Regions from separate parts of the Zea mays genome. Here regions 2 and 3 are each linked to region 1. Evidence: chromatin contacts called from public Hi-C data. All regions are on one chromosome and are shown on one strand. The core of a region is the stretch at or near the end of the contact, and the rest is flanking DNA. Distances in the headings are between cores, read along the strand shown.

Evidence for each region. Hi-C and Micro-C count contacts between places; a contact is called where the count stands out from the background.
Region 2: a Hi-C map of tassel shows a contact between it and region 1, with 2.4 times the contacts expected there. The contact joins the enhancer-like site here to the promoter of LOC100381550 in region 1. A contact is called at or near these places in 2 of 25 Hi-C or Micro-C datasets (leaf and tassel).
Region 3: a Hi-C map of ear shows a contact between it and region 1, with 2.0 times the contacts expected there. The contact joins the promoter of LOC103164614 here to the promoter of LOC100381550 in region 1. A contact is called at or near these places in 2 of 25 Hi-C or Micro-C datasets (ear and tassel).

The regions. Positions count from the first base shown.
Region 1 is chr10:132,625,878-132,629,669 of Zm-B73-REFERENCE-NAM-5.0, forward strand. LOC100381550 reads right to left here and starts at 2,197. Exons shown (of 25, transcript NM_001353555.1): 1 at 2,068-2,197; 2 at 626-803; 3 at 329-439. The coding sequence starts at 2,147.
Region 2 is chr10:132,489,765-132,493,589 of Zm-B73-REFERENCE-NAM-5.0, forward strand. All of the region lies in intron 13 of LOC103641836, which reads left to right. Among protein-coding and RNA genes, the nearest start is that of LOC103641836, 20 kb to the left of the region's middle. Within about 2 kb of position 1,792, at least 17 of the 20 cell types and tissues checked have an H3K27ac peak or open chromatin away from gene starts, as enhancers often do. A contact at or near this core is called in tassel, where this site is marked.
Region 3 is chr10:132,790,918-132,794,546 of Zm-B73-REFERENCE-NAM-5.0, forward strand. LOC103164614 (Putative RING zinc finger domain superfamily protein) reads right to left here and starts at 2,118. Exons shown (of 9, transcript XM_008665161.3): 1 at 1,660-2,118; 2 at 1-396. The coding sequence starts at 354.

The DNA of each region.
Region 1 (3,792 bases), core at 947-3,446:
CAGAGAAAGCAGCACAAGTTAGGAGGAAATAGTTTATGTGTAAGAAACAATGTTGGTACAGATAGATTATGTTTGCCCAAAGTTGGGTGCAAAAGTTGATATAAATAGATTATGTTTGCCCAAAGTTGTGTGCTCACATAACTGTTGCTCAAGAATCAGAACAGTGGTTCAAAATGGTCAGAGACTAAACACGTCTGTCTGATTTTTCCAAAACATATCAAGTATTATAGCATTATTAATTTATGCTAAGCCACTAAAAATATTCAAAACTAGATTATCAGTGGTCACTTGGCAGCTTCCAGCAAAAAGAACATAGAGCAAACCATACCTCATATTCTCCCATCTCTTTCTCCCATGCCTGGTGATCTCTAGAGTGTTTACCACTTCCATAGTAACGTTGAACTTTAAAATTTGTGGAATCTGCAATCACCATTGCTTGCTACAAAATACAAATACAGGAAAAGAGCACTGACTAAGCATGTAAATGTGCACCTGGTACCGAAAGATGTGGTTACAAACATCCATAAACAAATAAGGGGTGTGCTCATAAAAAAATTGATCACATGACTTCATCCCCACCAAAAAAGAATATAGATATAGTGAGAAGAGCAGGGAGCTATTCTACCTGACGGACAAGGGGTATGGTCGGTGCGAGGAAGACGCAGACCTCGCGGCTGGGTTTGCGGATGAGGTGACCAAGCTCATACATGAGTAACACGGCAATGTGTGTCTTCCCACATCCCGTTCCAAGATACACTATGATGTTCTCATCGACTGCCCTCTTGCAAAGATCCAGCTGATATCTAAATACCAAAAGCTAGCAAACCATTAGTGTTTTGTCCATACTCCCAGTATTATTTGAAAGAAATAGAGAAAATCCTTGGTTAACAAAAGCTATAAGGTAATGCAGCAGAGTGACGCTAATTTGTCTGACAATATTTTAAGGAAAAAAACACTTAGGTCTCACACTGCTACATGCAGCAAGCCTGTTCGCTTGGATTTAAACCGGCTTCTACTGCTTCTACAATATTTTTGTCTCTATATAGGGCCTGTTTGGTTGGGTTGTGGCCGTGAAAAAAATGTTGTAGGTTATGAGCCGTGGAAAAAGCTGTTGCGGGCTTTGAGCTGTTAAAAAGCTAAAAACCTTTTGGTGGAAACCACTAAAAACCGTTAAAAGTTATTCGATATATGTTTTTAAAATTCCATCCGAAAGCCACTAAAAGCAGATTCAGGGGTGCTTTCAGTTTTGCACTACAAAAAAGTCGGCTTTTAGAAAAAAAAACTTCTTCCTGGATCCAGCCCTTTGGTTTGGCTTTTGGCTTTTAGGGGGCAAAAGTTAAAGCCAAAAGCCAAATCAAACACCCATATTGCAGCTGCAGCAGTCAAAACAGCCGCCTTCACTTCTGCATTGTTCATTTATGCATTGACACGTTCTCCCTTATCTGGCGTGTTGCATTGTCATAAAAGTAATTGCGTAGACAGGTTGTGGACGTGCTTTTAATGTTGAGCAGGCGACCAACAGGACCGAATCCTAGTGATTGAAAGGGATATCACGTTCTCGATCTTCGCAACAGGTGGCTGCAGCCTTTGAGAGCGGCGGCAGGAGTATTCTTACGTATTCCTCGGAATAAACATGTTTTCTGTAACAAAAAATGAATTTTGGTTATACTTAAACGTCTAATTCTACGAGTGCTTTTAGTTCCTGTTGTTTTGGTGAAAATTATTCTCGGACTACCCTAGTGGAGAAGGCGTCCCAATCGCAACTTATACTAACTCTCTCACGAAACGCTTCTGTCAAACAATATAAAAATGGGGAAAATCCGGGCGTGAAAAGTAAGTTTAAATGGCAGGGAGGACAAAAAAACAATCGCGTCTCAGAAACCTGCCTAAAACCTTCACGAACTTCGACAGATGAGCAATACACACAACGAATCTATGGTCTCGCACAAAAATAAACAAAACAAAAATCCATCACTCCCATAGAAACCGCGCAGACAAATATGCCGGCCGGCCCTCCGCGTGAAAATCTAAAAACAGATCAGAAGAATAATAGGAAGGTGCGCTTACTTGCGAGCGATCGTTCTCGGATCCTTGGGTTCGCTCGCGGCCGCGCCGGAGCTCGAGCTCTCAGCCTCGTCCTCGCTCATGGCGGAAGCTTCGAGCGGAAGCGTACGATTGTGGGGGAAAGGAACAGAACCCTGGGAGCTGAGTCTGTCGGAGTCTCGGCGTATGTGGAACGGCCGTGCGCGTTCCCCAAGTTGAGGTAAGCAGAGAGAGAGAGAGAGAGAGAGAGGTGGGAGCACGAGAAGAATAGCTGAATAGACCGGGGCCCGGGGGGCACTGCTGATGGCCGGGGAGGCCGGGTTCACAGGATACCCAAACTGTCTCGCCTGGTTTTCGTGTGCGGGCTGCGGAATTGCGGATCTGCCGCAGGAGGCGTGCGTCAATTGATGCGGTAGGCGAGGGGCGGGTTAGTTGGTGCTGACGCGAATGGCGATCTAGCCCATGGGCCGTGACGAGGTATAAGAGCAAGTACATTGTCTCGTTTTTTTCCTTAAGGCAAGCTCATTTTTTCCATTTTTTATTGGCCCGTTTGTTTTTCTTCATTTTTAAAATTTGAAATCTAACTAATGGAATATGTTATTTTTTTAGAATACAACAGTCCACAACTTTTCAAAGTTTTTATATATAAGTCTATCTCAAATTCATAAGATAATAAATGGAATATAGTTCTATAGATTTACATGCTACTTTTCTAATATATAACTTATAGCACACTCTTCTACTTGCTTGTCTATAGCATAAGCGTGGTGTATAATTGTCTCTCTCATATGATTTAGGATAATATACAAATATATTATATATACAAATATATTAACTCAAGTAGTTTGTGTCTAAATTGTGATTATTAGAATGGAATTCAATTCCAATAAAACAAACGGGCCTAAGGGATTTTTATTTTTCTAACGGCTAGTTTGGCAACCCTATTTGTCCAAAAGATTTTATTTTTCCAAAGAAAATTAGTTCATCTTCCCTTAGAAAATGAGAATCCCTCGAAAAATAGAGTTGCTAAACTAGACCTAAAGGAAACTAGTTTATTTTCTTTTGATAAAATATACTTCGCTTAGAAAAATGGAGTTATCAAACTAGCCCTAAAAATAGTGTTGTAGCTTAGGCTCCAATGGTTCACCCTCCCGGGTCTCTTATTCGTACAATCGTACTTTCGAATTTCTATCCATATTTAAATATTTTCTCCTTTCTCTATTTCACCTCCTCTCCAACTATCCCTCATATTTAACTTCCTTTGTATACTTTAACTGAGTTATTTCTGCTATTTTAAAGCATGAGTTTCCACCATTGTGTATTGTGTGTCTTACATCACGCGCGAAACATGTAGGTCTATTTTTCTCCCCACGCCTTATCTAACAACCATACAATATTTCATCATGTAGTGGGATAAGCACAGCAACAAATGAATAAACTTTTATGCATTTCGTCTCGTCCTATCCTCTTCCCTTCCGAATGTCAACGCAGCCTCGTAACAGTGATCTCACCCTCGACTACGGCCCAACCGATACAGCGTTCGCCTTTGCTTGCCATACACTCGGACCAGGACTCCGGCGACGAGTGGGTCATCCTCGCCTCGTCATCCAACGACGAGCGAGTCATCACGCTCTTGTCCGACTCCTGCTCTTACTTTGAGCCCGATCACGTCATCGGATCCCCAACCTCCTCCTCGTCTGCAATGACCCAGATGACGTCGAGGGCTTGTACGCGTCCACGATGACCATG
Region 2 (3,825 bases), core at 542-3,041, 140 kb before region 1:
CCTTATAGTTTCCCACACCTCCTGCTCAGTACAAGGGTAATCCAAAGCTGAGAGGTTATGAGTTGGAAGACCAAGGGCTTCCAGGTCAATGGTTCTCTCCCTGAACCCAGACTGCCCAATGAGGTTGGAGTAGAATTGGTCCACCAGTGCAGCTTTATCAGTTTGGCTAGTGACAAAATTTTCTCCATCCCTCCACATGGTCATATCTAGCATGCATATGGAAATATTTAGTGTTTGCATCACCTTCCTTTATCTATGTGATTCTTGAACGTAATCTTGCCATTGTTCTTTTGAAGGAGGCCAAAAGTAAGGACTGTTTCTTGAGTTTGTTTTTTAGCCAGTTCTCAGCAGGACTAAGAGGTCTGCGATCCTGGGCTATTTCAAATCTGTGAAGCAGCTCCTTTGCCAAGGAAAGCTGAGAGACTATATGCCCCACCTGTTTCAAATCTTCTGGCTGTTTCCTTGAGTTTCTTATCCAGATTTAGGGACAACTAGTAGGCACTATAGAGTTCCAAGCATCCAACACCACCTCCTAAAAACCTTCCATTCTTGTCCAGAAAGATTCAAAGTGGAACCTTTTCTTGCCAAAAGTATTGTCCTTCAGCCCTAGAATCAGAGGACAATGATCTGAATCTTGGGAAGAAGACATGGGCAGGAGCACATTTGGGAAGAAGGCTTCCCAATCAGCAGAACAAAGAACTCTATCCAACTTCACAAGCACCGGGTTATCTTGCTGATTTGACTAGGTGAATTTTCTTCCATGTAACTGAATTTCTCTAAGGGCAAGATTGCTAATCAGAGTCCTAAAGCAACCCATCATGGCTCTGTTGAGGTTGGAGTTGTTTTTGTCACTAGTCTTATAGATTAGATTTAAATCTCCTGCTACCACTCAAGGTCCAACACAAGCTGCCCTGACATTTCTCAGTTCTAGGAGAAAAAGAATTTTCTCAGCATCCCCCTAGGGCCCATATACACAAGTTAACCACCACGGTTGTCCATCCTGTCTGCAGAACTAACCCCATCAGTGCTTCAGGATTAACTCCATCAGATTCCTTGATTATATGCAGAGCCCCCATAGCCTTCCTAGAAGACCTGTTGCGCCATTCTTGCATGGAAAATTCGACGCCAATCCCAGCAACGCGCCTACTGCGTCGAGGCACAGTCATAGTCTGAGAATTCAGGTTCCTCTGTTCAGCCCTAGGCGTTGGAAGAAGATGTGCAGACCTCTTGTTGATCCTGCTAATGAAGGTTGATGGATCGACCAGAGGTACTGAGATGTCTGTGATCAAACTGCTTGTACCATCCGCCATGTCCAGGATGGGAGCCCCAACACTCGAGGGGTTAGGGGCCACTTGTATCTCCTGAGTTGGTCCACCTTTTCTTCTTGAGTAAACTTTGAGCTTGGTTTTACTTGAATGCAGATCAGCTTGCCCAGGAAAGGAACTGGGATCTACAGTAGAAGCTGACTGAATAGCTTGATCACCATCACGGTTCAGTTCTTCAAGAAGAGAATGGTGCGAGGCTGGTACTGTAATCTGCGTCTCAGGCGGCCCAACAGAATGGGGCAAGACCACAGGCGCACAGACCATCTCATACCTTGTTCGGTTATTTATTGAATGAGATTAGAAAAAATTTAAAAAACTTTGCCTTATTTGAGATTTAAACCCACTCAATCTCACTCAATCCACATGAATTGAGAGCTAACCGAACAAGACCTCAGACGGCCTAATGTCAGATCCATGTCCCGTCTCCGGCGGCCCAAGAGCGGACCCAGAGGGTGGGACAACGGGGACAAGAGGGGCCAGCAGTAGGGGCGATCTTGGCCCAAACGATTCCAGCGGTCCAGTCACCAAGGGCTGGGGCGAAATCGGCCTGGGGGGATCAGCGACCCGATCGTGCCATTCACACTGTCTGCAGTTCCACCTCTAGGGAACTGTTCGTCTTCCTCCCGGCCAGCGGCATCAGGAAGCCGCGGCAGCCCCAAATCTTCTGTCAGGATCTCCTTTGCCCCGCGCCCTTCAGGAAGATTGATTGCTCCGGCGGTGCACCCAAAAGAACCGGGGGTGATGAGTCCGATTCCCCAGGAGCACGCGAGACTCCCCCCTTCCATGCGGCGGCTGTGGTCCAAGCCGGAGGTGAACCGACCACCGCCTGTCAGGGAACCGTCCGGACGCCAAGAATGAGGATCCGCCGATCCCGCTCGTCGTGATCATCAAAGTCCCTAGGAAGATGACCGTCCGCCGGAAGGAAAGGAGGCCAGGACCTCAAGGCAGCGTCCGTATTATCCGCGAGAATTACATTGACACTGATACCATATGATAGAGATCTCCTCTCTTCAACCTGCAACCCTTTTTCCAATATGTGAAGCGCCAATTTCCGTTGTAATATTGCTGGATCAAAGCACCACGCTCGCACCACGTAGGATGAAAGATCTTTCTTCATCAGGGTATCTGGATGAACTTCTTCAATGCAATATGAGTCCATTAGGATGACCTCCGCCGAGGAACGAAACCAGGCATGTTCTGGGATCCCTCAGATCACCACATCCACTAAATGCGACATGCAAGACGAGGAAGCATGCAAAAATCTAGACCATCTTTTGAACAGCAAGCAGAAACGAGGTTCTGTGAACAACTTGCTAATCTTGACCATCTTTTGAACAGCAAGCAGAAATGAGGTTCTGTGAACAACTTGCCAACACGTTGCAATTCCAATTTCACTTTGCTAGATTATCCTTAGTTAATATTGTGCCTTTTCACTTTGCTAGATTATCCTTAGTTAATATTGTGCCTTTTCGTAAAAACTAAAGGAATATTTTTATTTTGGGCCTTTAGTTTCCATAATCTTTTTATTAAGGTTGGGTACATCTAGGTGAATTAAGCCAGTGTAACGTGACTTCACAAAGAATTGTCCATCTACTCACATATTACATCGAAATCCATCTTGTTCATCCGATAGAACTACATCAGCAAGTCGTGGAGTTAGATCGTTCCACACTACTAATTTATGTCCTATCAGATCTCTACACCAAGACAAATTCAAAGGCGAAGTGTTGAAGATGTCAGCCACACTCACATGTTTATGTCTAGCTATATGGTACAAACAAGGGTATTGGTCACGTAGGCTCGATGTACCCAACCAGATGTGCTCCCAGAACCTAAACTGAGAACCATTCCTTATTGTGAAAGTCCCAAACCTCAAAAAGTAATCTTTCACTTCCATTAATCTAGCCCAAAAATAGGAATCCCCTGATTTCCAAAAGGCTTGGGAGAGTGGTTTCGTATTCAAGTATTTATTGCAGATCAGTTGTTGCCAAGTTCCATCAGATGTCAAAAGTCTATAAAGTCATTTACTTAGCAAAGCCTTGTTTTGAATATCTAGGTCCCTAATTCTTAAGCCTCCTTGATCTTTGGGTTGGCACATAATGTTCCATTTTGCTAGACAGTATTTCTTCTTCTCTTCTTAGTGCCAAAAAAAATCTCGACCGGAAATATAAAAGGAAAGAAGGAAGCAGGAATAATTCAACCTTCCATTTGCATTTGGAAAACAAGATACCAGACATTTTGTTATCCATATGCAGGAGAGTGGTGTTACACTCCTCGGTAAGCTACGCGTACACCATGCTGACACAAATAGCAACTTGTGAGAGAAGACATCCCTACTATAGTACTATATGTTGACTTGATATAGGCAAGTTACAATTCTCAATAGAGAACATTAATGAAATAGTTTGTTTTTTTGGGGTACAAGGCAATCAAAGGGCGAATATTGTAGAGAGAATTGGGATGAATTTGAGGAAGTCCAATTCTTATTAGCATACATTAC
Region 3 (3,629 bases), core at 868-3,367, 160 kb after region 1:
TCCAGCCCTCTTTTCACTGTCAACAGATATCCTTGTGCTGTCAGGTTTCTGTAGGGAAAATTTTGCCTTATAGTCTTTAGACAGTTCCAGAATCTGTGCTGCTTCAGCTTGTTTGAAAATATGATCAGTATCTAAAGCTGCAGGCAGTATGCTACAACCATTATTTTGACTTGATGAACCTTGCACGGAATTGTTCTTGAATCTAATTCTAAATTTGCGCTGTGGTGATGGATTAGCAGCTGCCATTGTACCATCCCTCCCAACAATAGAGCTGGAAACATGGTATTTTGACTGCTGTAATCGGTCAGGAGTGTCAGGAACCTCAAGAATCTCATCAGAATTCATGTCAGTCATATTCACTCTATTTATTTAAGTTGCAGAAACTTGCCCCTTCACCTGTGCATGCAAACTTAAGATTCAACACTTTTTCCAATGGTTACTTTACAAAACAAGTATTAACACTATAATGAGAACATGACCTATATAAACAAGAAAGGAAACCAATAAGAAATAAGAACATGCAAAAGCTTGATTGGGGATCTTAAAGCAGGAAGCACGACTGTTACACATCAAGATAACAAAAGCGCATGGCTCTAACAATGGGAACATTTGACTTTGACGATGATAGCATGGTAGTGATACAGGGATGTTGAGAGAGCTCATGGCGATATAGTCATGGATAGAATAGCAGGTGACAGCAGAGGGGGAAAAAGGAAGGTTGGGACGTGGAAGCAGGTAGACTAGGGGATGGTGTGGTGTGATTAGAAGTATGGGTGTAGGACAAGATCGCAACAGTTGTACTGGAACTGGATACAGCTAGTCAGATACCAAAAAACAACAGAAGCAGGACAATAAACTAAACTAGGTGAATGTTTTCTTTAAAAATAATGCTTTTCAGAAAAGTTTATCCTAGCCAAATAGGATTGAGGGTTCAAGACAAAAAAAAACAGTTAGCATTGAGCATATTTAGTATGTAACAGCTTGCTTAATTTTGAAGTGCAATATACTGTCGAGTTGTTACAAATGACTTTGTACTTAAAACAATTCAAAACAACATAACCTAGCTTTCACGTTTTCCCAAATCAGCTACTATGTTGTACTGGTAACATCAAACGACAACTTAGAACACATTTCACACATCCCAGAGTTACAGGTAAATATAACATCAAATTATAAATCTTATCACTCTTAAGCTGAAGTTTACTATCAGTGACAACTCCAGTGCTGGCCAGAAGGCCCTATTACCCCTACTGGTCCACAATAACTTTTGCCACCACCATACCTGCGGCGTACAAAAGTACGGTTGTCATATGAAAAAATGGCGGCTTCGCCTCACCTGCTTATCCCCTCTAGAGATAGCTCCACGAGACAGCGCTACCAGGCCGGTGCAGACCTGCCTTCAGCGCGTTAGGGTTGAGATTCGTCTACGCCGCGACAGAATGGAGAAGAACAACAGCGGTCCCATCGCATCGTATCGGACGGAGATGGAAAGGAGCGCAAAAGCCGCGGAGAAGGACCGCGGCGTGGAGGAAGAGGAAACGCTGTGACGGGGAGGCGATTGGGAGAGGACGCGAAATGTGGCGACACAGCCCAAAACTCATGGAATTCGCAGTTGGAAACCCTAGCACGTAATAATCTGACGACATCGACAGAGATTACCTTGATTTTTCTTCTCCCGATCTGATGGCGAAACGCACGATCCCCAAATCGTGCGAATCTGGAGCGATCCGGGGAGGGGGGCCCGAATCAGGAGGACGGCGGCTGCAAAGCCTGCAATAGCCGCCTGCTCCAAACGTCCTTCCTCTCCGATCTCTCCCCTCTATCTCTCTCTGGTGGTCAGTTTGAGTTTGAAATCTACTGTATCATCGCCGCCCCTCTCCTTGCGTTTCCGCTGCCGCCTGGGATCAGGTAATGGGTTGGGTTTTGGTGGGCTCCATATGGGAATCGGTGGGCCTATGGGTGAATCCGGCTGTGTGATACACGACGGTTTCTGGCGTCAAACGTTACGATTGAGGTCAAGAAGAAGGTATGCAGATGCAAGTGTACATGGCAGGGAGGAACATGCTGACGCACGTAGGCACGCCCAACCAGGCCCTGTTGTCATCGCATTTGGCCCGTGGGCCTGTGGAACAGCTTCTCCGAGGCGACTCTAGTGCCTTTCGGATTTTTTTTTCTTGCAAGTATTTTTTACGAGACCGGGTATCACAGTGCAGTGAGTGCACATTTATTCCTACAAACGCATCTTCAAATAACTAAATCTATACTACCTATTAAGAGTGTAATAGTAGTCTGCCTCCTGCCGTTCTACCATTCTGCCATCCTGCAACCTCAACCGTCCATTCCATTGTTCTGCAATTTCAACCGTTCGATCACCAGCCGCTCGATCCCCCACCGCCGCCAGTCGTCCGATCCCATCGCCCGATCCCCGCCCCGGAGGTTGGAGATGCGAGGGATGGCCCCTGCCCCGGTGCCCCCCACCCCCGTTACCCTCGTCCGATCCTCTTCCTTCCCCGCAGTCTCCGATCCGCCCGGCTTCACCAAATCCACCCCTCCCCACGCAACAGCCACCGACCGTGTTCGCCGCCCCACCTCCTCGCCTGGCGTCCGTGTTGCTCGCCGCCCTGGAAGGGACGCGTTCACAAGAGGCAAGGTCGTGCCCCCGCCCGCCCCCGCGCAACCGCCGCGGCGCTCGACGTGTGGACGTCCGAGCCGGCGCCCGTGCAGGAGCGGCGCCGGAAGCTGCTCCAGATGCTGGGGCTCGCCGGGGACCCCGCCCTGGCGCGCCTCGAGATGGGCCGATCGGTCTCCTACGACGACGGGCCTGTGCCCGTCCGCTCGGCGCCGGCCTCGCTGCCCATCTCCCGATCCAGATCAGACGACGGCGTCGTGCCAGCCTCGGCGACCAAGCCGCCGCTGGGAGGGCGGTCGCCGGGCTCCTCCGAGGCCACGCAAGTTCATGCGAGGCAGAGAGACGGGAGCAATATCCAGGATGATTCGGGCGAGCGCCTCACGTCCGCGGTTGTTGGGAGCTTCGCTCACCATCTCGTGCTCGCCTTTTACTCCGCTCATTCACCGGTAATGGGGTCGACGGCGTGGATCAAAACCGCCTGGGTGCCTTGGCATCATTCAACCGCCGCCGAGCTCCATCGACAACAAACTCGAGCGGCCCCGCCTCAAGTCTCCGTCAGCGGACCCGGTCGTGCAGATCGTAGGGAACTTCGCCCCCATCGGTGAGCAGTCGCCGACTTCATCTCCAACGACCCTGGCGAAGACAGGTGACACCAGAGCGCGAGTCACAGAGATCTCCATCATCACCGTGTCCGACAGCAGGGTCTCATGCCTCCTGTTTGGGACCAGAAAGGCATCGTTCCTCTTGGAGGTGCCGCTCGGCGTCGCTGTCTCGCTCTTCGATAAGGGCCATAGCGGGGGTCACACCGTTGATATCTGCGTCGTGATCCTGCAGCGCCTGAATCCTGTCGTACACGCCCGCTAGGGTGAACTGGATCCTGTTGTGATTGAAGGGTACCAGGTGAGTGGTGTCCCTAGCGGGTAGCTGATGTCCACCACCAAGACGGTTGTCCCCTTCTCCTCTGTCTTACTGCCTCCGCATCTGCTTCTATAAAATTTCA